2 separate regions of the Sus scrofa genome follow, and region 1 is linked to region 2. A link is a contact called in public HiChIP or PLAC-seq data. All regions are on one chromosome and are shown on one strand. Each heading gives the region's core, a stretch centred on a gene start, on an enhancer-like site or on the middle of the called end of the contact. The rest is flanking DNA. Distances are from core to core; before and after follow the strand shown. Region 1 overlaps TBC1D4 (TBC1 domain family member 4). Region 2 overlaps TBC1D4 (TBC1 domain family member 4).

Evidence for each region. HiChIP or PLAC-seq counts read pairs in DNA pulled down with a chosen protein or histone mark.
Region 1: an H3K27ac HiChIP or PLAC-seq map of skeletal muscle shows a contact between it and region 2. The contact joins two enhancer-like sites. A contact is called at or near these places in 1 of 47 Hi-C or Micro-C datasets (skeletal muscle) and 2 of 2 datasets of contacts at active chromatin or transcription factors (alveolar macrophages and skeletal muscle).

Annotation. Positions count from the first base shown.
Region 1 is chr11:47,747,694-47,753,169 of Sscrofa11.1, forward strand. All of the region lies in intron 1 of TBC1D4 (TBC1 domain family member 4), which reads right to left. Among named protein-coding and RNA genes, the nearest start is that of TBC1D4, 10 kb to the right of the region's middle. Within about 2 kb of position 1,413, at least 3 of the 83 cell types and tissues checked have an H3K27ac peak or open chromatin away from gene starts, as enhancers often do. A contact at or near this core is called in skeletal muscle, where this site is marked.
Region 2 is chr11:47,597,071-47,603,055 of Sscrofa11.1, forward strand. The region is part of intron 8 of TBC1D4 (TBC1 domain family member 4); the gene reads right to left. Among named protein-coding and RNA genes, the nearest start is that of TBC1D4, 160 kb to the right of the region's middle. Within about 2 kb of position 1,806, at least 4 of the 83 cell types and tissues checked have an H3K27ac peak or open chromatin away from gene starts, as enhancers often do. A contact at or near this core is called in skeletal muscle, where this site is marked.

The DNA of each region.
Region 1 (5,476 bases), core at 163-2,662, 150 kb after region 2:
AGAGTTCCTATCATGGCTCAGAGGAAATGAATCTGACTAGCATCCCTGAGGACACAGCTTTGATCCCTGGCCTTGCTCAGTGGGTTAAGGATCTGGTGTTGCGTGAGCTGTGGTGTAGGTCACATACGCAGCTCAGATCCTTCATTGCTGTGGCTGTGGTGCAGACCAGCGGCTGCAGTTCTGATTCAACCCTTAGCCTAGGAACCTCCATATGCTGTGGGATTCGGCCCTAAAAATCAAAATTCAAAGAAAACAAAAAAAACCTCCAGGTGATACAAGCTAAAGTTTAAGAGCCCCTAATCAAGGATATAAATAACTACTTCTTATAGCTGTTATCATTATTAATCCATATCTATTACTTTTTGACTTGGCTCCCAGAAGTTTAGAGTATAATATCTAAAAATCAAATCAAATGCTGGATAATTGTGGTGAATCATGCAAATGAGATAACAAACCCTGTTAAACTATAAGGTGGGCTTAGGTAAGAATAGTTGAGAAATTAAAGATTGTTTTTATACACTCTTTAAAGAATGTCTATACTTTTTCATATACTAAGATAGATATAGTCATGTTCACACTCCAGTTATTAAAATGAATATAATTTCAAATATATATCTTCGACCTAATTTGCAATAAAAAGAAATGTTTAATACCAATTAACTTCCAGATCCCTAATGGTATATTAGCTATTGGTTAGTAGTCTATTGTTATCATTCACACACTTTATTTACATGAACATAGAAGCAAATTTATCTAATACCAGCTATTAATTTTAACAGAATAATTCAATCATTTGAATGTAGGATCAGTGAGGGAAGTTAAACTGTAAAAGGCTGCGAAGAAATAAAATATTATACCACCCACTTTCAAAGTGCTTTAATAATACTATTAGAAGCTACAGAAATCCCGTTTCCTAGATCCAGCCTACTGAACCGTCCTCAAATTTGATAAAATAATTATGGATGAGGAGTTCCCTTCGTGGCTCAGTGGTTAACGAACTCGACTAGTATCCATGAGGATGTGGGTTCGATCCCTGGCCTCGCTCAGTGGGTTAAGGACCCAGCGTTGAGGTGAGCTGTGGTGTAGGTCGCAGACACAGTTGGATCCTGCGTTGCTGTGGTTGTGGCGTAGGCTGGAGGCTCCAACTCCAATTGGACCCCTAGCCTAGGAACCTCCATATGCTGCAGTTGTGGCTCTAAAAAGACAAAAAATTTTGAAAAACAATAATAGTAATAATCACGGATGAATACAGAGGGGCTGTGCCCAAGACCAGCACTTCTTCCACTAGGCTATGTTCATGCCAATCGGCCTTCGCAAGATTCCTTATGAAAACAAAAGCAAAATCAGTACGCAATGTTAACAGCTCTGGAGGGAACCAATAGGAAGGGGCAAGGACCAGACACCAGATAATGCCTCAGAAGAGGGAAGACCAGTTTCCAAAAATGGAAATAAACTCAATCAAGCAGACAGTGCACTATATTTAGGGGGTCTGGCAGTAGACACGGGGTGGTCTTCAAAGTGAGCAACAGGGACTAATAGAGGCAACACAGAGTAATGGTGCATCCCAACAGGTATAAAGAACATGTCACTGGAAATCTAAGAATCAAGCAGAAAGGCCATCCATTCAATTTCAGATAAACTCAGGAAAATCTCTCAGGCTGCCTAGCCAACGAGAATTCGATGCCTGAAACCAGGACCAGAGGTGAACTAAAAAAGCTGCGAATGGTCTGGAGCCTGAAAACAGATTTGCTTATTGGTTTGCAAAAGCCTAAGCCATAAATGTATTTCTCCACATTGTATAACTTATCACTGAAAATGTATATGAAGATACAATTGTGAGACACAAAAGACAACTCGATTGGCTCATCCAGAAGCACTGTTTGACTTGGAATCTGAAATTGATAATAAACTATTCACGAGTTATATAATATGGATAGTGGAAAATTCCATGGCTCTAACTTTGAGAATCTTAGAAATTCATGTAAAAGTTCACAACAGTTCCAAAGTGAAAACTATCCAACTAGTTAAGGGCATCCACAAAATAAAAGAACTGAAGCAGCAAATTTAGGCTTCTATATTTAACCAGGAAGATCCCATTACCTGGAGGTCCTCTTTCCAACCCAACCTCTTACAAGAAATGAAACTTGAAAGGGATCAGTACCTTGAAAAAGAATAACTCCCATATCTTTTACATGGGGCTGCAAAAACCTGCATTCAGATTATCTGAAATGAAACCAACAGATTTGGGGGGGATGATAATAATTTTTTAAATTTAATTTAATTGGAGTATAGTTGACTTAAAATGTTGTATTAGTTTCAGGTAAACAGCAAGTGAATCAGTCATACATATAAATATGTCCATTCTTTTTTCCCATGTGGGTTATTACAAACTACTGAGTAGATTTTCCTGTGCTACACAGTAGGTCCTCATTAATTATGTTTTACACGGCAGTGTGTATAGGTTCCCACCCCCCCAATTCTTTTCTCCCCCCAACAATTTCACCCATGGTAACCATAAGATTGGTTTTACAATCTGTTGAGTTTGTTTCTGTTTTATAAATAAATTCTTTTGTATCATTTTTATTAGATTCTACATTTAAGTGATATATGATATGTGTCTTTCTCTTTCTGACTTAATCTCATTTTTTCCCTTTCTGTCATACTATCACAGATGACTAGGGCCATATTAAATATATCTAAAAGCTTAAGCCCAGAGTTTTCCAAACTTACGGTTGTTCAGAATCCTTTTTAAGGTAAATTAAGATGTTAACATAATTATGTTACTGTTACTTTATTTTATTATGTTCACAAAAATCTAGACATAAATTTTACATGCTTATAGCTCTAGCTTTTAAACAACCAAAACCAAAACCAATTAACAAAATACCCACAAACACAAGTGTAAAACCAATAACAGTTACACTAACAACCTATATTCAGTGTGATGTAAAGGTGTTATTTTCCAAAATTCATGGCTATGGCTGATGTTACTGTGGACCCCACGAGTACTTATTTTTTTCTTTTTGGCTGCACCTGCAGCATGTGGAAGTTCCCAAGCCAGTGATCCAACACATGCCACAACAGTGACAATGCTGGGTCCTTAACCCACTGGACCACCAGGGAACTCCTGCTTTTTTCTGAGCCATTTTTCTCTACTTGAACTCCTGCAAAAATGGTACCTCAGCCCATCAGGTCACTGGGCTTTATCTAACCTTAAAATGTACATATTCTTTTCACTGTAAATCAAGGTAATTAAGATAGCACAACTTGGTGCAAATATTTCTCACTTTATTGTATATGTTTTATAATGACAGTATGATGCATTATTTTTATACTTCATAATTTTACACTTTATACTATGTAATTATATCTGCATAATACAGTTTATACTTTATCATACTTTTGAATATTTATATCCTTTATGATTCAACAAAATATATTCAAATACATGATTGCACCTTTTCTTAAATACATATCCTAAATATTTTTTGTTCTAAAGTAGTTATAAAGGTTGCAAACAGGCTCTCATTGTTTACTTCCCTGCCATTCCTAAGGACACTACATAAAAGATAACACCAGAGTTCAGTTTCACCAGCTTAACAAATCATAGGGACTTTTCATTTTCCATTAAAACAAAAATACACACTGGTAACAGTGTATCCAAGCATGCATTCAGCACTTCATTATTATTTTACAAATTTAATAGGCACATTTGACTGTGGAGATTTTTAACATTCAAGTGGAGGGAAAGTGGACAACTACTGCATTATCTCACTTATATACGGAATCTAAAAAGTCAGACATAAATGCAAATTATGGAACAGTGGTTGCCAGGAGCTAGAGGATGGGAAACACGAGATATTGTGAAAGGGGACCAACTTTCAGTTACGCAGGATGAGAAAGTTCAGAAGATCTAACGTACAGAGAGCATTATATATACATTACAATATAGTTAATAACACTATAATGTATATTTGAAATTTGCTAAAAGAGTAGATCTTAAGTGTTCGCACCACACACACATACACAAAACGATAACCATGTGAGATAAAGTATATGTTAATTGGCTTGGTGGTAATTCTGACATCAAAATATCACACTATGCTTTTAAATATACATATATATATATACATATATTTTTTTTTTTTTTAATTTTTAGGACCGCATCCATAGCATATGGATGTTCCCAGGCTAGGGGGTGAATCCGAGCTACAGCTGCCAGTCTATGCCACAGCAACGCCAGATCCGAGCTGCGTCTGCAACCTACACCACAGCTCGTGGCAACGCTGGATCTCTGACCCACTGGCCAGGAATCAAACCCGAATCCTCATGGATACTAGTCAGATTCATTACCACTGAGCCACAACGGGAACTCCAATACATACAATTTTTACTGGTTAAATATACCTCAATAAAACTGGAAAACAAAACAAAATGACTATGTTGTTTAAAAAGTGAGGAAAAGGTAACAGCATGAAACTTTGTGACACTAACAACTAAAAACTAATTTTTCAACAACTGCATTCCAGAGTAGCAGATAAGAGAACTGCCTGCCCAGACTGGAATCTTGTTTCTACCATTACAAGCCTAGTGTCTTTGGGGAAATAATTTAGCCTTTCTATATGTCATATCCTCATCTGAAAAATGGGAGGAAGACTGGTACAGACTTTACAAAATTACTGTGAAGATAAAATGTGACAGCCTAGGAAAAGCACTAAGGGCCACACCATCACCCAGCAAGAGCTCAATAAATGTTAGCTTTTAAGGAAATGCATTAAAAAGCTACTCAGAGAGACATACTGTGGTGTATACACTGTGCTTAATTTAACAAGTCAATGGGTGCTTAGCTGATGCTTCCCAATGAGTTATTACATTTGTATTAATATTTTATGTAGACCATATCTCTAGCAAAATCCTTTTCGTAGTCAATTATTCTGCATATACTACTAAATTAAATTATAATTGATCTGTCCCTTATTTTACAAGGGGACATATGTAAGTAACAACCTGGAAACATAGCCCAAAAGAAATGCGAGTCTAAAATCACCATCCAGGAGTTCCCGTCGTGGCGCAGTGGTTAACGAATCCGACTAGGAACCATGAGGTTGCGGGTTCGGTCCCTGCCCTTACTCAGTGGGTTAATGATCCGGCGTTGCCATGAGCTGTGGTGTAGGTTGCAGACATGGCTCGGATCCCGAGTTGCTGTGGCTCTGGCGTAGGCCGGTGGCTACAGCTCCGATTCGACCCCTAGCCTGGGAACCTCCATATGCCGCGGGAGCGGCCCAAGAAATAGCAACAACAACAACAACAACAAAAAAAAAAGACAAAAAATAAATAAATAAATAAATAAATAAATAAATAAATAAAATAAAATAAAATCACCATCCAGATGATTTTAACAAAACAAAGGCCCCTGAGGAGTTCCCACTGTGGCTCAGCGGTAATGAACCTGACTAGTATCCATGAGGATGCAGGT
Region 2 (5,985 bases), core at 556-3,055:
GAGAAGTTCCACATAATTCTAAAACACATGGGCAAGTTGTAAAGAGAAGAAGTAGACATACATCAAGTCAGTGTGACAGCGACTCTACACAAGGAAAAAAATGCAAAATATTTTTACAGCATTTCACAGTTTTCAAGTGTGTCTCCAAACATTCTTGGGTTTAATTTGGAAGGGGTTTAAGTGTTTAATTTTTAATCAAAGTAATGCCGACACAAAGTTTCCAAAGTCATATGGCGCTACCAAGCTTATAACGATAGGTGGCCATCACCGGCCGCCTCTCTCACACATCACATTCCCCAAAAGCAAACACTTGAAATTATTTCTCTCAGTACTTTTGTTGGACGCTCCCTGTGGCCCAGTGGGTTAAGGATCCAGTGTTGCTGCAGCTGCAGCGCAAGTCACAACTGCCTCGAGGGTTGGATCCTTGGCCTCAAAGGTGAGATGCCATGGGTGTAGCCAAAAATAAAATTTTTTTTTCTTTAATGCTTTTGTTACTCTTTTTACATTACCATTAATCTTTCCATTTTAGGCACTATCTATTCACCTTCTACTCTGGAAGAAGAGACTTTATGATTCTCACTTCATCACCCATCCCTCTACACACTTCTCTCTTCCCCTCTTCTCTCAGGAGAATTCTATCACAAGTTTCAGCTAAACCAATACTTTATGCTTAGATTTTTATGACCTTATAAATACTGTTTACGGAGTTTCCATTGTGGCTCAGTGGTAATGAATCCAACTAGTATCCATGAGGATCAGGGTTCAATCCCTGGCCTCACTCAGTGGGTTAAGGATCTGGCATTGCCGTGAGCAGTGGTGTAGGTCACAGACCAGCAGCTGTAGCGCCAATCTGACCCCGATCCTGGGAACTTCCATATGCTGTAGGTGTGGCCCTAAAAAGCAAAATAAATAAATATATACATAAATAAATACCATTTACATCTGAGTTATACATTTTGCTATTAATATAACTCATACCTTACAGAGTTTGTTTTCCCCAGAGTTAACAATTGCCTCAGTAATAACTAATTTATTACCAATAATTTATTTATTATTCATTTATTGCCAGCAGATTTCTATATGGTCAAACATCCCCTAATCCATTAATTACATTTTTTTCTTTTTCTTCGGGCTACATTTTGGAGACCTCTGTCTTCCTGTCCCAATCTGTTCTGGTGGTAATTTAGGCTTCCGGAATAGATGTTTCCAGTATTTTCCTTCAATGCTATAATTTTTTTTTTCTTTTTAGGGCCACACTCATGGCATATGGAGGTTCCCAGGCTATGGGATGAATCGGAACGGTTGCTGCTGGCCTACACCACAGCCACAGCAACGCCAGATCTGAGCCACGTCTGCAACCTACACCACAGCTCTTGGTAATACCGGATCCCTAACCCACTGATTGAGGCCAGGGATCGAACCCACATCCTCATGGATCTTGGTCGGCGTTCATTACCACTGAGCCACAACAGGAAGTCCCCTTCAATGCTATTCTAGGTTGGAATTTCTGTTTCCTTGAGCTCATTGTCTTCCTCTTTTTTTAGTTTACTTCCTCATTTTGATGGAATGTATACTCCAGGTGCTTTCCGAGAAAGGGAAACTGGGAAGTAAATTTTTTTTAATTTACATGTCTATAAATGTCACTGTCCTATGTTTGTGTTTTAATAATGGTTGGGCTGAATATACCGTTCTGCTTGGAAATGTCCCTTCAGAATATGTTAGCATTGCTCAAGTGTCTTGGTACAGAAGTCTAGTTTCACTAGGATTCTTGAGCTGTATGTGTCACCTGCTATTTCTCTCTGGAGCAGAATCTGAGCTGACCTTTGGGCGTTCTGAAATTTCACAACCAAATGCCTTTGCATTGCTTTATTCAGTCCTTCTAGTGTGCATTTTCTGAGTCCATTGAATCTTGAAACATATCCTTTAGCTCTGAAAAATTTCTTAAATGATTTCTTTGAAAATTTCTGCCTGCATCTTCTTTCTAGAACTCTTACCACCTGGCTTTTGGATCTCCAGACTGATCCTTTAGCTTTTTACCTAATTCTCCAATTTCCCATGACTTTATTTTGCTTTACTTTCTGGACAATTTTTTTCAAACTCTTGCTTTCCTAGCCTTCTACTGAATTTTTCATTTGAGGTCCACAATCAGAAAATTTTAAGAGTTCTTTCCCATTTGCAATTGACTTTTTTTTTTTTAAGAAATATGTTTAATCTTAAAACTTGTACTACTTTGTCAAATAGTAACATTTCACACCTATTTCTTTCATTTGTTTTTTATTTTTGTTTTTTTGTCTTTTTAGGGCCGCACCTGTGGCATATGGAGGTTGCCAGGCCAGGGGTCGAATTGGAGCTGCAGCTACCGGCCTAGGCCACAGCCACAGCAACGCTGGATCCGAGCCGTGCCTGCAATCTACACCACAGCCCATGGCAACACCAGATCCTTAACACACTGAGAGAGGTCGGGGATCGGACCTGCAACCTCATGGTTCCTAGTCGGATTCATTTCCGCTGAGCCAGAGGGAACTCCTCAATTGACTCTTTTATATTTATGATATCCTATCTTGTTTCATAGAAACAATATTTATTCTAATATGTGTATATTAATTATAGTTTTCTATCCCTGGTGGCTCCCTAAATAACTACATCAATTATAAAAGAGAGCTGCTTCTAACATTACTGAATACTTAGCATATGCCATGTACTATGTTAAGTATTTTACCATGTATTACCTAATTTAATCTCCACAACAATTCTAATGAAGTAAGCATATTTATTCAGTGTGCCTGTACAGAGAAGTAGGTTGCCAATGTTTACACAGTTAAAGGGCAGAACAGCAATTTGAATTCAGGGAGCACAACTTTAAAATGAACCTCTTGAACTATTACTCAATACTACTTCCTGAAGACACAGAGCTTTGTGAAAATACCATTACAAAAACAACAATTAGCCTACATTGGTTAAGAGTTATTTTGCAAATGTCCTAGAACTTGATGTAGGTTCTATCAGTTCGTTAGTTCTATTCAGTGACATGAAATACTTCCAAAAATAAACTATTCATGTGGCTGATAAATTACTGGGTTCATATGTGTGGTCAAGAAAAACAGGCCATGTTGCTTTCTACTTTTTTTGCTGCTACTGAACAACCAACCTGCCTGGTTATCTCAAATAGGTTATTCATAGAGAATGCAGTCAGGTGGGTATCAAATCATTTCCATTATTTGAAAAACAAGGGAGTCCTGTACTGGTGCAGCGGAAACGAATCCGACTAGTATCCGTGAGGATGCAGGTTCAATCCCTGGCCTCGCTCAGTGGGTTGGGGATCCAGCATTGCCATGAGCTGTGGTGTAGGTCACAGATGCAGCTCGGATCCCGCACTGCTGTGGCTGTGGTATAGGCTGGAGGCTGTAGCTCTGTTTCAACCCCTAGCCTGGGAATTTTCACATGCCACAGGTGCAGCCCTAAAAAAAAAAAGAAAGAAAGAAAAAGAAAAACAACATAAATCACACATTTTACTCATAGGAGTGTTTTTTTTTTTTCATTTCTGAGAATGCATATGTTCAACAAACCCAAAAGATACATATATAACATATATCCAGAATATATTTACACTGACGACAACAAAACACCCAGCAAAAATGAATTACCCCAGGGGTTATGGGGAATGTTGAGTAGTCATTCTCACTCTTTCCTACTTCTTAGTTGTTATCATTATTATTATTATTGGCTCTGACTGCAGCATGAGGAAGTTCCCAGGCCAGGGAAAGAACCCACACCAAAGCAGTGACCAGAGCCACAGCAGTAATAATGCCAGATCCTCAGCTGCTAAGCCATCGGGGAACTCCAGTTATTATTATTTTGTAATTTGCAAGCAGGAAAGCAAGGACAAGTTCTAGCCCTGGATGCTGCCCAGGCCACATGGCAGCCTTGCCCTATGTTCTGATCTGATCCATCCTAGGGCTGGATGGAATCCCATCCAGGGGCAGCTGGGGGAACAGGAGTTCCCGAGGGTTTCTCCTTGGGCTTCCCAGACTGCCCACTGATTCCCAGATTCAGACAGATGGGGAGGTCATCTGTGCCCAGAGTCTGCTTGGGCAAAAGAGAAGGAGACGGGAAGGGAGCCAACAGAAAGATGTGCTAAGAGGAAATATCTCATTCTTTCCCTCCGGATTCAATCACAATGAAAACAACGGCTCTCTCCCCTTCCATCAGTTCTTTGTCTCCTCTGCAGCCGCCTCCCTCACCAGCCCTGCTTGCGGGCTCCCAGGATGGCTCATCCATCTCTGCCTTCTGTCCCCAAGGTGCCCACAGACAACAAGACCTCTCTCTGCTCTCTGTGCCATAAGCAGTCTCACCATAGGAAGTGTTTTATCCATGAGTTTTCCTTACACACAAAGAAAAATAAATGAACTTGAAAATGATACTCTACCCTCCCCCAATTAATTCATCAGCAAGTGAGGACAATGGCTCTCACTCCGAAGAAACCATGAAATGAGGACAGTTTTCCAATGACTCACACTTTCTATTAGTAAATATTTCTCTTTCAGGAATATATGCATATACTAGTAAACAGTCTTCTTTTGGAAAACATCAGTTTAAGCAGAGGCAACCGACAAACAATACAAGAGCCTGTCTTTGCACCTCTGAACACACAGTGTTTCAGTTTTAGCTATTATAACGTGGTAATGTGGGTGTCGAGTCTTTTCCTTTGGACCCACTTTTGAATTATTATTGAGCTGAGCGCTAAGGCATCTTAAAAACATATCCTATTTCATAAACAACTATAGTTAGTTAAATAAAATATGCTGACATTTAAAAATAGCAGCAACTGGGAGCCAAACACCATGCCTGGAGTGTCAGTTTTCTACCATCTCACTCAGAAAGAAAAAAAAATAAATAAACAGACAAGTTTCAGAAGTCCACAAAACCTCTTTCCTATATAACCTTCGATACAACATGGGTACGTGCCAGCCTTCCCCACAAGTCCATGCTGCGGTGTATGGTGTAAGCGAGACCTTGTTAGGTCACATAATTGATGGTAGTTGGCAGCACACTGGGACACAAAAGCTACAGTATCCACCTTGACCGAAACAGACTGGCTGTGCCCTTGCTGAAAAGTCATGACAGCCGTTCAAGGCTCTGCAAGCGGCACTTCAAAGTCTGCCGCGCACATACGGAGCAGCGAGCCAAGGTCCTCAGCGGGGATCAAGAGCGTAACGCTCTCAATACCCTTGTGGCATTTTGGAAGTGACAGAGGTTTCGGAGCTTCCCACTGCTCTGTGTCCCACTTCATATCTACGGTGGGCTCTTTTCCTAACATTCTGACACCTCCTTTGCACCAGAATGTGACTGACACAGGTAGGAGGACGCCCATTTCACAGGTGGGGAAACCATGAGTGAGGAAAGGTAACTAAGCTCATTTGTATCATTTTTTTTAGATTCTCCATATGCCTGGTATCATATGAAAAAAGGATACAAATGAATGCATTTACAAAACAGAAACAGTCTCCCAGACATGGACAACATAGGCAATTCCTTGTCCTGGGCGCCCTGAAGGCTTTCTCCCCTCCACCCTGGCTCTGACACCCTGCATGGGGGCATCCCCACCCCCCACAGTCTGATGCCCTTATCACCAGCTCTGGTTTCCACTCACTGCACAGAACCATCTGCCCCAGCACCCATACAGCCTCTGTCTTCCTGCACTGAGCCACTGTGGCTGCCTGCCTCACAGACCCAAGGTCAAGACACCAGCATCTTGTCCAATAGCTTTCGGAGTGAACTGTTCAGGAAGGAGAGGAAGAGAAATCACTTGGCTTATTTCTAAACAGAATATATAAATTCACTAAATGGAACACATACATTTCTATGAACTTATACTCACTATTTTCAGCCTTCCCTATCAGCTTTCTGAGAATGAGCTAAAGAGGGGTTTCTTTATAACTTCAAAATGTGGCAAACTGGACGTTCCCATTGTGGCGCAGCAGAAAT